2 separate regions of the Triticum aestivum genome follow, and region 2 is linked to region 1. The links are chromatin contacts, called in public Hi-C maps. All regions are on one chromosome and are shown on one strand. Each heading gives the region's core, a stretch centred on a gene start, on an enhancer-like site or on the middle of the called end of the contact. The rest is flanking DNA. Distances are from core to core; before and after follow the strand shown. Region 1 holds the start of LOC123122902. Region 2 holds the start of LOC123122942 (7-methyl-GTP pyrophosphatase).

Region 1 (7,821 bases), core at 2,247-4,746:
GCACGCGGTCTGCGCGGCGCGGAGAGGATGTCGGCAGTGGTGCCGGGGGGCGCACCGAGCTCGAGCAGCACGTCGCCGGCGGCGGAAGACGAAGACGCGGCCGAGGGAGTCGCCCGGTCAGCTGGGGTCGTCGCCGATGAGCCCAAACGCAAAGTTAGAGCCGGGCTGGGGCACAACGGCTGGAGATGCTCTAAGGGTGTGTTTGGTTGCAGTCATCAACTGGAATGTCACGGGTCCCTCTAACGAATCCCGTTTTCAATTATCCCCCTGTTCCCCTCCCGAGTCGCCCCACGCGCGACCGGGAGGAAACCCTAGCCGTCGTCAGCCGGGTCCCCCTCCCTCTTCCCCTCTCCCCTCGCCGCCGCGGGAGGGCGCGGCCAGGCGAAGCCTGGTCATCGCCGGCGGCGACGGGGAGTTCCTGTCCCCTCTCGCGTCGAGCTCGGGGCGGGTCGAGGCCGGCGGGTCGGGGTGCCCCGCTGGACGGCGGGCGCGGCAGCGCGGCGGCGCGCCGGTGCGGTAGCGGTGGCGTGGCGGCAGCGTGACAAGCGTCACGTGGGGGGCGTGCTTGGGGGCGGGATGCGGTGACTCGACCGGATCTGGTCCTCCGGGCGGCGCGGCTGCGGGCGACCCCCTTTGCCTTGGCTGTCCTGGCTGGGGGAGGTGGCGCAGCTGTGGTGGTGTGTGCGGCAGCGCAGGTGGTGCGGACGGTGCGTTGGCCGATCTGGTGGCTGCGCGCCCGGCGGATTCTGTGCCTGGAGTCCGGCGGGCGGCGCGGGATGGGCAGTAGCCTGGTGTGGCTGCTACTCTGGTCGTGGAGAGTTCCACGGTAGCTTGGCTCGTCGGCTACGGCGGCGGCTGGCATTTTCAGCGTTGGTTTGTCCGTAGGCGGCGTGCGGCGGCCTTCGATTCCTCTCCCCGTCGCCCGTGCTCCACTTCCATCGATGGACTGGGCTTTGCCCAGCCGTGGTCCATCGCCCGTCTCGCGCCCGGCAGCAGGACCGCTCCTGTCTCGCGCCCGGCAGCAGGACCGCGCTAGTCTCGCGCCTGGCAGCAGGACGACCCGATGGCGGCTGGTTGGGGGCAGCTCAGGGGTGCGGAAGGTGGGGCCTTTCCACCCGTCTCTATAGGTGGCGTGGCGCTGGGTAACTGGTGAGGTGGCGTCGAGGTCTTGGATGCCGGGGCGGCGACCCTGGTGGTGGTGTCACGGTGCTCATGGGCAAAGCCCGTGCCTGGGTGCTACCCTGTGACCATGGTCGTGTGGGCGGCATGGTCACCGGGGTGTGGCGTTCGGTGGCGGTGAGTATTAGCCGGGGTGAAAACCTGTTCTATCTTCGGACGGACCGGCGGCGACGAAGCTCGTTCCCTTCCTGAAGGCGTCGTCGCGGCCTTCATTGCCCGTCGTGTTGCTCCAGGGAAGACTCTGACTCTTGGGTCGGGCGGTGGCGGCGCTCCGGTGTCGTATCCTTCCTGAAGGCACCGTCTTGGAGCCCACGGTTCGTCATATGCGGCTTCATCTCTTCGCGGTGGCGTGTTACGGTCGAGGACCCGGCTGCTCTTGTAGTGTTTGGGGTGGTGTTGCTGTGCTCAGCGCTTATGTATCTTGCCTCGGGTGTGTGCGTGTGTTGTGATGACGTGCGTTTGTACCGGGTTATTGTTGGTCGGTGCTTTACATATAAAGCAGGGCGAAAGTCTTTTTCGGTAATGTCACCGGTCCAACCCGTTCCTGGACCATGTTCTCGCGTTTAGTTCAGCGATGGAAGCGGAACCCAGTGATTCTCTGGAGCGTCATATTCCCTCAATATGCGGCACGGGGCCCTCCGATTCGGTGGAACCACGCGGAACGGCTCAGCCCGCAACTCCCTCGTCTCTCTCCCAGCACTCCCACCTCTCTCCCTCTCCGGCGAGGCCTCTCTCTCGCATCCCAGTGGGGCGACGGCGAGCTACCAGCGGGGCGGGTGAGCGGCGAGCTGCCATATGAGGAAGATACTCTCCACAGCCGCTCTCCCCTTTCTCGATCTGCGTCTGCGCTGCTGCCATGGGAGCGGAGCAGTGGCGGCGGTCTAGGAGCATGGGAGCGGTGGGGCGAGCTAGCAGCGGTAGAGGACACGAATGGCAGGAGGAGGCGAGCAACTGAGTGGGAGGCAAGCAACGCATCGGCCATCCCGGCGTGGATCTGGTGTCAAGCCTTGTGCGGATCCTCGGGGTCGTCAGGCTCGAAGGCTAGCAAGCCGGCGACGGGACTGTTGACCTTCCTCCCGATGCCCATGCTCGACATCATCCCGTCTCGTACCTGGCGCCGTCGGTGGGAGTCCCTCGCCTGTTGGTGAAGGCACTGAATCGATTCATCCAGAGGAGACAGATGTATGTTGAAAGCTAGCTCAAAGATCGATTGATCCAGCAGCTTGTTGTGAAGCCGGCATGGGCTAAGCTTGCTCACATCGATCCGATTACATCCAATTCGATTGATCCAGCAGCTTGCTGTGAAGGCGGCATAGGCATGCCACTTGATGTTTTTTTATTTTTGTATGTGTTGTTTGTTTGATGTCAAAATTCAACTCAGTGTAAATATTTAGTCAAAAATGTCGCTGAGAATATAGCTACAACTGTTCATATTAGATGAGCTGAATTAAATCCATCCGATTCCATCTCTTCAACCAAACACTCAAATATAATCATTCCATTCCACTCAATTGTCCCTGCCAAACACAGGAATGGAACCAACCCATGGAACCATGACATTCTATTCTACTACGTTCTTAAACCAAACACATCCTAAGGGCGTGTTCGATAGCCCTCCAGCTTCTTAACTCCTCAACTCCAAATGAGGAGTTCAGCCGAACGGTTTAAATCTTGGTTATGAGAGTGAGAAGCTGGCTATTTGTGTAGTGTAAAACTGGAGGAGTCGTGGAGTTGGAAAAGGCGAGCTCCCAGGAATCGAAGGAGCGGGAGTTTGACCAAAATTACTAGCAACTACCACCGCCAAGTGAACGGCGTGCGTACCGATTCGATCCCATCCCGCACGATTGCTCTATCCCTACGATCTCCTTCTCTCGTTCCTCTCACACAGGCCGCCGAGCCCATCGACCCACGTAGCCGGCCGCCGCCCTCCCAGCTCGCCGTCCGCCCCGCTGGCCGCCCGCCCCGCCGTCTCCATCGTCCTCCACTGCCGCCGTTTCAATCCGCCAGGAGCTGCCGAGGATGCGGGAGCAATGGCCGGCGCTCCCATCCCTGAGCCCCGATGACCTCACTGTCCTCCCCATCGGTCGCTCGCCGTCCATCTGCAGCTTCGGCTTCCGTGTGGCCGTCCACGGTGATGGGGTAGTGCCGGCATGCTGGTCTTCACCTCCATCCTGACGAGTGATGCAGGATGATCAGGGGGTCTGATTGTAATCTTGTTTTGTTTATTGAGGTGGTTTGTGCTAATGTGTATGACACCTGTGCTTGCCAAACTAGAAGCTGATGTGCCGAACGGATGGTTAGCTCCGAGATTTTCAACGAGAAGCTGGCCGTTGGATATTGGCTGAGGAGTTGAGGAGTTTGAGGCTGGAGAGGGTTACCGAACACGCCCTAAGTGCCTTCCCACTGCCGCCCCTCCCGCTCCACGGCTCCAAGCCACCGACGCGTTCTCCCGCTCCTCTCTTTCGTCGGGAAGGCGGGAAGGATCCATGGATCTGGGCTGAACCGTTGCGGCCGACTTAGATCCGGCCGGATTCACGCTCTTCTTGCCGAGCAGCGGGAAGGAGCAGACCTTACTATCCGTGGCCCGCGAGAGGATGGGGAGGCCGTACAGCGGCGCTTGCTTCCAGGGCTGCCGCTCGCCTCAGCTTTCAGGCCAGCTTACTGCCTCGTTGAGCTGCAGGAGTAATTCTTGAATAGTTGCAGCCAAAAGGTAGCAATACTGTACTTATACGAAAACCTAGACTAGTAAATTGATTGGAAGTTGACTTGATTAGAAAGAACATAGCAGGATTGTTTGGGGGAAAGTGGAGTGCAACTCTAGTGATGTACAAATGTTAATATTTAGGCAGAAAAGGCCAAGATGTTAAAGTCGACTTGATCGTACTATCCTTTTTCACTCTTTGTATGCAGTGGGAGCAATAAAAATGGGAAGGAAGGCTGGCGTAAATGAAGCCGTCTGATCAGCAAAATCAAGGTGGACACTGTATATCGTTTTCATCCACACATCTTTGCTCTTTAAATTATTTGCAGGTGTGTTGTCATGTCATGTATTTGTGTGCTTCAAATTCTGCAGAAATATTTGAGCTGTGATTTCAAGAAAACAAATAAAGCTAGACTTAATCGTAATTAGCTGTCCAGGATGTGCCAAGATATAAAATAACTAGTTATTGTTACATATGGCTGCTCCTGCAACTCAAAACTCTGGATAAGTACTAGGGGAATGCAAGTAATAAGATTTATCAGAGAAAGAGAACTGCAGTCCGTTGTGTTGAAGCAAGGATATTTGACATGTGTATCTGATAAAAGTAATGTTAGATTTTCTTGCCTTCCTGGTATTTTATACAAAATATGCAAAATAGCTGCATTGCAGCGTTGAACTGAAGGATGGAAAAGCCGATAATCTGATGTTGAAAAAACATCCTCAAACAATTCAGTTCAGAAGGTGTATTATTGGAATGCTCCCTTAAACACCGACCTTGATTCCATCTCTTGCTCTCTAGTTTTTGGACTCCGTCCCATCTCAACGCCGGTAACTGTGCATGTGCAGAGCACGTTCGAATAACATGAAAACAAATACATTTATGTTTTTTCAAGTATACTTACTACTACTACTACTACTACTACTACTACTACTACTACTACCTACTAAGCCTTTTGTCCCAAACAAGTTGGGGTAGGCTATTAGAAAATTAAATGTTTTCGTGCCTTCAGTATTGTTGATTGATGTGGAAGAAACTATAGAAAAACATGTTCGTTTTTTTAAGAAATGTTAGTAAATACTGAATCGAACATATTAGAAGCACATTTTTAAGCTCACATATATCTATCATTGTATAGTTCAATGTTAAATTACAAAAAACACATTGTTTGGAATTTTACATCACATCTTGAAAGCATAGGCACGAGATCTTTTCATAAAAACAATATCACTTAAAAGGACAAATTCTCTATGCACGTAAAAATAAGAATTACCACATATACAATATAAATTAGAGAGTAACAGAACAAAGTAAGTATACTAAGAGGCCATAGGTGAAAGTGTTATTAGGGGAGGTCGTAACATTTGTCCACAATAACTGGATGAATAATTATGAAATGGAGTTGACAGATCAAAAGTACACCAAGTTCAACTCATGATTTTTATATTGGTATAAATAATAATTTCCCATTGTTATCTTATGAAACTAGTGCTCAAGAACAAGGCACTGATGCTCCATCACTCTGAACTACATTTCCTAGTTACTTCTACAGCATAGCAAGCCCTTATCTTGTTCATCTCAGAAACGACATCTCTTATGGACAGCCTGTCAGTTGGTCTTTTTCTGCAGCATGCTAGGGCAAGTCTTGTGATAGAGTACATGTAACTATTAATATCTCGCTGTGTCTTCTCAACTGATAGCAGAAGGGGATCAATAATCTCCATCAGTTGTGCTGGATATGCCATCTTTGCGTACTCGAGCAAGGTCAATCCATCTGTAAACATACCATGTGTAGGCGTCTTCCCTGTAAACATCTCAAGGAGGACAATACCGAAGCTATACACATCCCCACTTGTAGATATTTGACCACCTTCACCGTATTCTGCAGTGCACAAACAACATGAATAATATGCCGAGCAAGCAACCCAATTTGCTAGAACAATAATAAAATAAAATTTAGTTACCTGCAGCCACATATCCAATTGTTCCCACTACGGAACTCTTTGAATGGATCAATTGCTCCCCTTCTGGATCTATGAGTATCTTTGCAAGGCCAAAGTCCCCAACATGAGCAACCATATCCTCTCCAAGAAGAATATTGCTGGGCTTCAAGTCGCAGTGAACTATTGTTGGCTGGCAGTTGTTGTGCAGATAGTCTAGAGCGGCGGCAACATCAAAAGCAATACTCAGTCTCTGCATTAATGTTAGAATTTTGACTGGATTGGATGGATATATGTCTGGATGTAACCACTTATCAAGACCCCCATAAGGCATGAAATCGAGAACAATGGCTTTGAAGTCATTCTGGTTAAAGTCAAAGCAAGAGCAGCAAGTTATAACACTAATTAAGTTACGGTGGCGAATTTTGCCAAGTGCCTTACACTCTGCCTCAAAACTTTTTGTGGAACCAGATTGTTCAAGGTCAAAAACCTTCACAGCCACAGTACTTACTGACCTCTTGAGCATCATCCTCCCCTTATAAACACATCCATATCGTCCAGTACCAACCAAATTGTCAGTTGTGAAGCCATTTGTTGCTTGGAACAAGTTGGAATAAGAAACTCGAGGATGCATGTCGCCCATCAAGGAAGGAGCTACCAAAGTTGCTCTTACAGATGGCAGTCTTAATTTATTTTTCAGTGAGAAGAAACCTAGTCCCACTATAAAGCACACAAAGATGATTATAATGCTCGGGATCATTGCATTTCGAATGACTCGGGGTATCCTTTGACCGCCCCCAATTGCTTTGGATGGACATGAAGGCAAATGCAACTCTTGAATGCCACCACAAAGCTTACCATTCCCATAAAAAGTGAACCCAGTCAAATTGGTGAACACACCATGTGCTGGGACTTGCCCATCAAGAAGGTTGAAGGATATGTCGAGTCGGTAGAGTGATATCATGCTTTCCAAGGTCTCTGGGATCTGTGCAGACAAATTGTTCCGTCCAAGATACAGTTCTTTCAGGCCACTCATGAGTCCTAACTCTTGAGGGATTCCTCCTGTGAGCCTGTTTTTGGTCAAATTCAGCAGTGCCAAGCCTCGCATTCTGCTTACAGACAAAGGAATCATACCGTTGAAGTAGTTATTATCCAAACGGAGCTCCATCAAGCTCTGGCATTTGCTGAGAGCATCTGGCAGCAGCCCAGACAAGTTGTTCTCATGGATGTACAAGTATGTGAGCTCTGTAAGACCACCAACCTGGGATGGAAGGGAACTACTAAAATGATTCCTAGACAAGTCCAGAACGTATGACAAGGATGACAGGCTAAAGATCTCTCCCGGTAATGGACCTGAAAGCGCATTGTTCGAAAAGGTTGCGCTGACAAGTCGTTGTAAATTTCCAATGTTCATTGGAAGAGGTCCCTCCAACATATTGTTATCTACTGAAAGGTGCTGCAATTGTGTTAAGTTCCCGAGCGAGGGCGGCATCATCCCGGAGAGTTGATTATTCTCTAGTGTCAAGAACTGGAGCATGTTCAGTCTTCCTATGCTGTCTGGTATGGGGCCGGTTAACTGATTGCCAGATAGCCCTAGCTTGAATAGTTTGGGAAAGTTGCCAATGCCAATTTGTATCTTGCCTGATATCCCATTGTATCTGATGTCTAGGGCTTCAAGTTGCCCTGACAGGTTTGCAATAGAGCGCGGAAACCCACCACTAAACTTGTTGTTTTGCAATGTGACCCAACGAAGGCTTGTGCAATTTGTCAGGGAAGTGATGAACCCCCAGTCTTGAACAGTGGTTGCCTCCAGCTGGTTTCCATTAAGCATCAGGTATTTTGGGCAGAGTGTTCCAATCTCTGGAGGCACGACTCCAGTGTTGTTGTTACCAGAGAGGTCCATAGATTGGATTGTAGTTGCATTTCCAATTGAAGCTGGAATTCTTCCCGTGAAATGGTTCAGAGCAAGGATAAGGTATCGGATGTGTGGCAGGCCATTGCCC
Region 2 (7,821 bases), core at 2,730-5,229, 200 kb before region 1:
TCAGAAATGTTCATTCTGGACATGATAGCATCAGCCTGAAATATGCATAAAATGGTTAATACCAGTAAGGAAATTAACTGTCAGAACATAAACAACATCTATGCAGAAGATCAATGCTTGCTCTTGATATTTATGACTAGCAATCCAGCATTTCCTTTTCTTTTTAAGATTAAAATGTAGCAGTGCCGGCTCATAGACCGGGGCAACAGGGCACTCACCCTGGGCCCGCGAGAGGCAGGGGCCTCAGGCCCAGGTAATACTTTTATAGTAGTACTAGTATAGTCCTGCCATAGGCCCAAGAAAGTGATCTTCTGTGGAGCTACATTGTTTCCTTACTATCATGAATCCATGATGTAGTTCTCTTGATCGATGAACAGCTTGAGTGTCAATTTTAGAGTTCAAAGATCATCGATCTATGCTATGTGCTGGATATTTACTTTTGCTTTTGAAATGCAAAATATTTTGTGTCGTCTTGCCCCTGGGCCCGGCATATTTGTCGGCTCGCCCTGAAAGGTAGATAGATGGATACGAACAGACCACCAGGCACGTACACATGCGCAACCCAGCAGAAATTCACCAATTATTTTTATTTCTATTTATACTCCAACGATAAGTGTATGACTAAACTAAAACTGACAATAATACAACTGTAAAATGATCTGCATATCTCATTGAAGCTACCATGGTTTTTTTAGTTCGGTACTGTGGCCCAATAAGCTTATCCAGATATTGTAGCAACAGAAACTCCTCACGTTCTCCTGAAAGAGAAACATGCACTAAAGTTTGAGTCAGCAATGCATCTTTTTCAAGAATGCGCAACGCAATTGCTACTGAACCATACAAGCTATCACAATGGAAACTAATCTAAAGCCACTCTTATGCTAAGAATGAAACTGAGGCACAACAGGAACTAGAAACCATTTTTGTTACGAATCTCTACACTTAAAACATATGCAAGGTTTCCTCTCCCGTCGCAGAGTGTGTTTCGCTCTGTTTTGTCCATCCCCTTCGTCTGCACTCTTCCACGTTTGACCTCCCTCCCAAGTCCGGTTTTCCACTTTCCTTTATGTTTGCCCCTATAATCGCGCCACAAACCCTATCTCCTTCCCTGCTTCGCACGCCCACCCACCCTCTCTCGCCTGAACGTTGCCGCCTACCTCACGCGCCTGGGAGTCGCCGCCCCATGCATCGTGCAAGATGCCAGCGCTCTCGTCTGCCTCCACTAGCGCACGCCGATCTGTGACGCCCACGGCAGCCGCTCACGCTTTGTGCCCAGCTGCGGCAACCGCCGCGCCCCGCTGCCACCTGACAGCGCTCACGTAAAAGGTTGCCCTACACCGGCCGACATTCTCCAGATCCTCTCTGTCTAGGTGCAGTCATTGCTGATTTTTTAGATTATATTCTCTTTGGAATAGTTGATTGACATACTAATACTCTCATGGAGTGCATGCAGAATTGTTAGTTGTGGGTATGGGGAGATGTGGTTGCTCGTGTGCGAGAAATTGGCACTAATGAGTTGTCTGCTGTTGCGCACATTGCTTTTTGTTGATTCCTGCGAGATGCCCGGCCCATTCAGTTTTTGGAGTTTGCCCCCATCTAGATGGCATTGCATGTAAGATCAGAATGAGCATGCACCCTTGCGGATACTATGTTTATTCATGTATACTTACTGCTTTTTTTTAGCATATGTACTTTGACATGGTTTGCCTGCAGTCCTGCACTATAAGAGGATCAGTTGATTATTACTCCCATGGTTAGGCGATCAATGCCATCATGTTGATTGGAGATGACTGATATCACTTGGATTAAGAAATAACATAGCAGCATGATCTGGCAGAGGTTGGCACTGAAACTTGTATATGTTTTATTGTATAAATTGCTTTTGATTGAATGCTATAATCGAATTGCTGTCCATTTTCTCATGGCACAGATTATGGAGTTTGAGATATCTGCTCTAAATAAAATTGTGCGCATTCATAGTGTTTGCCCAAGGGCCTCCATGTTAACCTGCGTAACATGCACATGCTTGGCATTGAGTTTGAGATATCTGTTGAAGTTCAAATTGGCATGCTTGTTATGCTAGACCACACCTATGACTGTCAAAGGAGGCTCACTTGGAACTGATTGTCGCTAAAGAGAGCATGAAGGTGTTCTTTTTTAATTGAACTATGGGTAACTTAGGTGCATTTAACTGTTGGAAAAAGCATAGCCATTTGAAAATACGGGAGTCCTTTGTGAAGAAAAATTGCTCAGTGATGGTCATGTTGATTTTGTGTTCTTGTTAGAAGAGGGCCCCGTGAAAGGGCTCATTGCCGCATCAGTCAGGTCGGCAGCCTAGACGGCATGGTGGCGGACAAGTGTCAGCACCACGGTGGGGGTACAACCCACGTCAAGGCGGTAGTCTGCCCGGTGATAGCGGTATGTGTGAGATCAGCTGAGCCGGGTGCAAGCTCCATTGCACCGCGCGAGCCAGCAGCGCCGTCGCCATGTTCCGGCTCGACAAGCACAGGAGCTCAGAGGAGGCCGTCGTGGAGCTGTTGTCACCTCGGCAGACAACAAAGCCCACGCAGAATGACAATGGCGAGGCGACCTGGTAGTGTGGAGGAGCAGGACCATGGGGAGGTCTCGATTTTAAGTAGTGGATGGAGATCTTGGTTGCTAGCATACACAAGGTTTAAAGGATCGATTAATAAAATAAGTATTTGAGTACTATGTATTTTTTCTAGGAAATTGACACTTCGGCTTATCAATCCAGTACTATTTTCTTCATCTTACTAGCTTGAGATTGTTTCAAAGGAAGTATTGACTATCTAAATGGCTAAGAAGTCATGTGATCATAATACATTACTACTTTCTTCATGTTATATGCTTACATGGGAGAATGAATTGGTTAAAGAGGACAACAAATACCATTTTAATTTGAAGTGGTACAGTCTTGCGGAAAAACTTTTTAACAGAACTTTGAGATTTACATGTATCCGACTTATGCACATAATGGCCACACACTATGGAGGAACTTTTTAATTGATGAAATGACGTATGACAGGAACTCCTGGTGATTTATGATTCATGTAAGCCTTAGGAATATTTTAGCCGCATCATAGGAAAAATAATTTGAAAGAGAGAGTTGTGGTGAATTCAGCTATCATGATGTTAACTTGCTTCCTTTAATTGAAACTTGGCTATCATGGTGTTTACTGTCCTTCGTTCGTGCTTGCTTTGACATTGCTATGCAAAATTGATGCTTATGTATCTTAATGTGGATCATGTTTGTAAGATCAAGTGTATTGTCTGGTGACCTCGAAACACCATGGCTTTTATGGTACTCTTGTTGCATTGAAAATTGTTGACTCTAGTAGCAACGCACAGGCAATTACCTAGTAGAAAAACTGGGGAAAGATTCTACCTTGGCCTCCGCAAGAAGCATGACTAGCTCATCCGGATCCTCCCTTCTTATGCTCCTCTCGTCGATGTCCGCGGTCTGAAACCAAGAAACCCAATCCACTCAAGGAATAGCTTCAATTCTTTCTAAAGGAAACTATAACTGACAGCCCAACCCACCATGACTTGGAACTCGAACCCCATCTCGTTGAGGATGTTCTTCCTGGCCACTGACGAAGACCCCAGGATCAACTGCGACAAATTCACTCAACACATGTCACGCACTGAGACTAGCGGTGAGCCAAACGAAGGGGCTTGTTAACCGTGAGGCGAACCTTGAATGGCTGGGGGTTCGCGGTGGGGGAGGAGGATGTGGTCATTGGGGTCACGCCGGAGAGAAGGCGGGCTTCAGAGTGGCGGCGCGGAGGGGAGAGGAGGCGCTGCGGGTGGGTTCCGAGAAGATGCGGCGGCCGCTGTTGAGGACGGGGTGCGGCGGTCGCATATGGCGCCACCGGGCATAGGAGATTGCAGGGACGGTGGGAAGATTGCATTTTTCCTCCAGTCAGTAATAAATTCAACGTGGAAGAAAGAAATTTTGTACGCGACATTTTGCATCTGTCGCATATGTAAGAAGTCCTATATATAGTAATCCCTCCGTCCGGAATTTCTTGTCACGGAAATAGATGTATCTAGACGTAGTTTAGTTATAAATACATCCACTTTTATTCATTTTCGCCACATGTAATTTGGGAGTATGACCTAAAACTGGGTATGTCTCTAAAATGAGCCAAAACATCCCCTACTCAGATTAGAGCATCTCTGGCCGAATGCATAAATTTTCGTCCCTTATACGCATTCTCAAATTTCAAGCGGTTCCTCTCCGACTCCTAAAAGCATCTTTAATAGAAGCACCGGCGAGGAAGAAGGCTTCCACAGTCAAACCACGTGGTGGCGGCTCGAAGCGGCCGCTGCACGACCCTGTCGTGGCTTCATCCCGGCCGGAGAAGACGAAGGCGGCCGCGGCTGCTGATGTTTCTTCGTTGTCATCGTCGTCTGCGGCTGTGTGTTGTTGTTGCTGCTGGCGCACCTCCTCCCCTTCCCCCCTGTCCCGTCGCCGACGTGGTGGCATCGTCTCCAACTTTTTTGATGAAATGCCGCAAAGGTATTAAATATTCTTCTTCTTCTTCATTGTTCTTTTGTCGTATTGATATCAATAGAATGTGAGATTGTGTGTGCATGCATTTGTAATCTTGATGATGATACATTTATGCACTTGACAAATGTTGTGAATGAAGATTTTGTTTTTCAAGTTTTTTCATCCCAAAAATATGATATGCCATATGATGATGAGAATCTTGACAGACGAGATGTATGGCTTGGAAGCGAGTCTCTCTTGATGCCTCCGTCGGAATTGACTAATTGGCTAGCACATGTTAAAAGCGCATCAAAGAATTATTGATGAACGGAACACAAGTGGCCATTATCGACCATTGGATTCTATTCGGCATCGACGGTCCACTATAAACGTCGAATGTCAAAAATGTGGGGGTTGCTTGGTCAATGCCGATCGCATGAACCCAAGTGGTTGCAATGAAACGGACATGGTAATTGCTTGCTACATTCAAATGCTTTCTCTAAGTATGCATATGTTCCTAATTAACCGAGTTTCTTTATTGTTTATGTAGCTCATGCTTGCTCAAGGTTTCTTCCAAGAAAGAGCGAAGAACGGGAATAAGAATAAGAATAAAAGAAAATCGTTCACTTTCCAACTTTCTTACGAAGAGCTCGAGCATGAGGAGAAGTGGAAGGATCATGAAGCTTTTGAAGTTCCTAGGAGGAAGAGCTTGGTTGTTGATCGTGATGATGACGGTGTTGGTGGTGAGGAGGGGAGGATGAGCCCCACTCCTCACTCGATTCCTCCTCCCCCTCCTCACTCGGTTGCCAAGCATATAGGCCCGATGGAAGGAGAAAAGGGGGTCAAAGGCTGGAGACAATGATCTTAAAGAAGGATTTGAAGCCATTGTCATTGCGAGAAAAGAGTATGCTGAATAAAAAAGAGTCTTGAAATTGAAAGAAATGGAGGAGATGGCGAGCGACTGCTACTTCTCGAGCATGCGTTGGTTTTTTCTTTGAAGAGGAAAGGGTGATACAACAAAGTAGAGATAAGTATTTCCCTCAGCTTGAGAACCAAAGTATCAATTCAGTAGGAGACAACACACAAATAACTGAATACCTGCACAAACAATCGAACAAACTTGCACCCAACACGATAAAGGGGTTGTCAATTCCTTCACGGTTACTTGCAAGAGTGAGATCTAATAGAGATAGATAAACGATATAGTAAATATTTTTGGTATTTTTGGTTTATAGATCGGAAAGTAAAAGATTACAAGAATAGTAGATCGGAAACTAAGATTGTAGATCGGAAACTTATATGATGGAAAATAGACCCATGGGCCATAGGTTTCACTAGAGGCTTCTCTCAAGATAGAAAATAATACGGTGGGTGAACAAATTACTGCCGAGCAATTGATAGAAAAACGCAAAGTTATGACGATATCTAAGGCAATGATCATGAATATAGGCATCACGTTCGTGTCAAGTAGACCGAAACGACTCTGCATCTACTACTATTACTCCACACGTCGACCGCTATCCAGCATGCATCTAGAGTATTAAGTTCATAAAGAACGGAGTAATGCATTAAGTAAGATGACATGACGTAGAGGAATTAACTCAAGCAATATGATGAAACCCCCATCTTTTTATCCTTGATGGTAACAATACAATACGTGCCTTGCTTCCCCAACTGTCACTGGGAAATGACACCACAAGATTGAACCCAAAGCTAAGCACTTCTCCCATTACAAGAAAAACCAATCTAATTGACCAAACCAAGTCGATAATTCGAAGAGAATTACAAAGGTATCAAATCATGCATATAAGAATTCAAAGAAGATTCAAATGATATTCATAGATAAGCTGATCATAAATCCACAATTCATCGGATCTCGGCAAACAAGCCGCAAAAAAAAGGTATTACATCGAATAGATCTCCAAGACCATCGAGGAGAACATGGTATTAAGAATCAAAGAGAGAGAAGAAGCCATCTAGCTACTAGCTATGGACTCGTAGGCTTTGGTAAACTACTCACGCTTCATCAGAAGGGCAATGGTGTTGATGTAGAAGCCCTCCATTGTCGAATCCCCCTTTGTCAAGATGCCGAAAAAGGTCCCTAGATGGGATCTCACGAGTACAGAAGGTTGTGGCGGTGGAAAAGTGTTTTCGTGGATGCCTCTATTGGTTTGGGCATATATGGGAATATATAGGCGAAAGAATTAGGTCAGGAGGTGCACGAGGGGCCCATAAGGGTGGGGGGTGCCCTACCCCCCTAGGCGCGCCCTCCGTCCTTGTGGCCGTCTCGTGGCTCCTTCGACTTCATCTCCAAGTCTCCTGGTTGTCTTCTGGTCCAAGAAAAATCATCACGGAGGCTTTATTCCGTTTGATATTCCTTTTCTGCGAAACTCAAAATCAGGGGAAAAAATAGGAACTGACACTGGGCTCTAGGTTAATAGGTTAGGTTAGTCCCAAAAAAAATATAATAGCATAATAATGCATATAAAACATCCAAAACAGATAATATAATAGCATGGAACAATCAAAAATTATAGATACGTTGGAGATGTATCAAGCATCCCCAAGCTTAATTCTTGCTCGTCCTCGAGTAGGTAAATGATAAAAACAGAATTTTTGATGTGGAATGCTACCTAACATATTTATCCATGTAATTTTCTTTATTGTGGCATGAATGTTCAGATCCGTAAGATTCAAAACAAAAGTTTAATATTGACATAAAAACAATAATACTTCAAGCATACTAACAAGGCAATTATGTCTTCTCAAAATAACATGGCCAAAGAAATCTTATCCCTACAAAATCGTATAGTCTGGCTATGCTCCATCTTCATCACACAAAATATTCAAATCATGCACAACCCCGGTTTCAGCCAAGCAATTGTTTCATATGTTAGTATTCTCAAACTTTTTCAACTTTCACGCAATACATGAGTGTGAGCCATGGACATAGTGTAGGATCGGAAGTATGTCTAGAGGGGGGGTGATTAGACTACTTGACCAATTAAAAACTTAACCTTTTCCCAATCTTAGTCTTTGGCAGATTTTAGCTATCTTAGCACAATTCAAGCAAGCATGCAAAGAGTATATGAGCAGCGGAAAGTAAAGCATGCAACTTGCAAGAATGTAAAGGGAAGGGTTTGGAGAATTCAAACGCAATTTGGAGACACGGTGATTTTTGAGCCGTGGTTCCGATAGGTGGTGCTATCATGAATCCACGTTGATGGAGACTTCAACCCACGAAGGGTAACGATTGCGCGAGTCCACGGAGGGCTCCACCCACGAAGGGTCCACGAAGAAGCAAC

Evidence for each region. Hi-C and Micro-C count contacts between places; a contact is called where the count stands out from the background.
Region 2: a Hi-C map of leaf shows a contact between it and region 1, with 8 times the contacts expected there. The contact joins the promoter of LOC123122942 here to the promoter of LOC123122902 in region 1. A contact is called at or near these places in 3 of 5 Hi-C or Micro-C datasets (leaf and root).

What each region holds. Positions count from the first base shown.
Region 1 is chr1B:340,904,339-340,912,159 of IWGSC CS RefSeq v2.1, reverse strand. It overlaps LOC123122902, which reads left to right and starts at 3,496. Exons shown (of 5, transcript XM_044543280.1): 1 at 3,496-3,889; 2 at 4,090-4,153. The coding sequence starts at 4,126. It overlaps LOC123122889 (probable LRR receptor-like serine/threonine-protein kinase At3g47570), which reads right to left. Exons shown (of 3, transcript XM_044543272.1): 2 at 5,843-7,821; 3 at 5,336-5,760. The coding sequence ends at 5,396.
Region 2 is chr1B:341,109,389-341,117,209 of IWGSC CS RefSeq v2.1, reverse strand. It overlaps LOC123122942 (7-methyl-GTP pyrophosphatase), which reads right to left and starts at 3,979. Exons shown (of 11, transcript XR_006460436.1): 1 at 3,717-3,979; 2 at 3,562-3,633; 3 at 3,407-3,481; 4 at 1-35.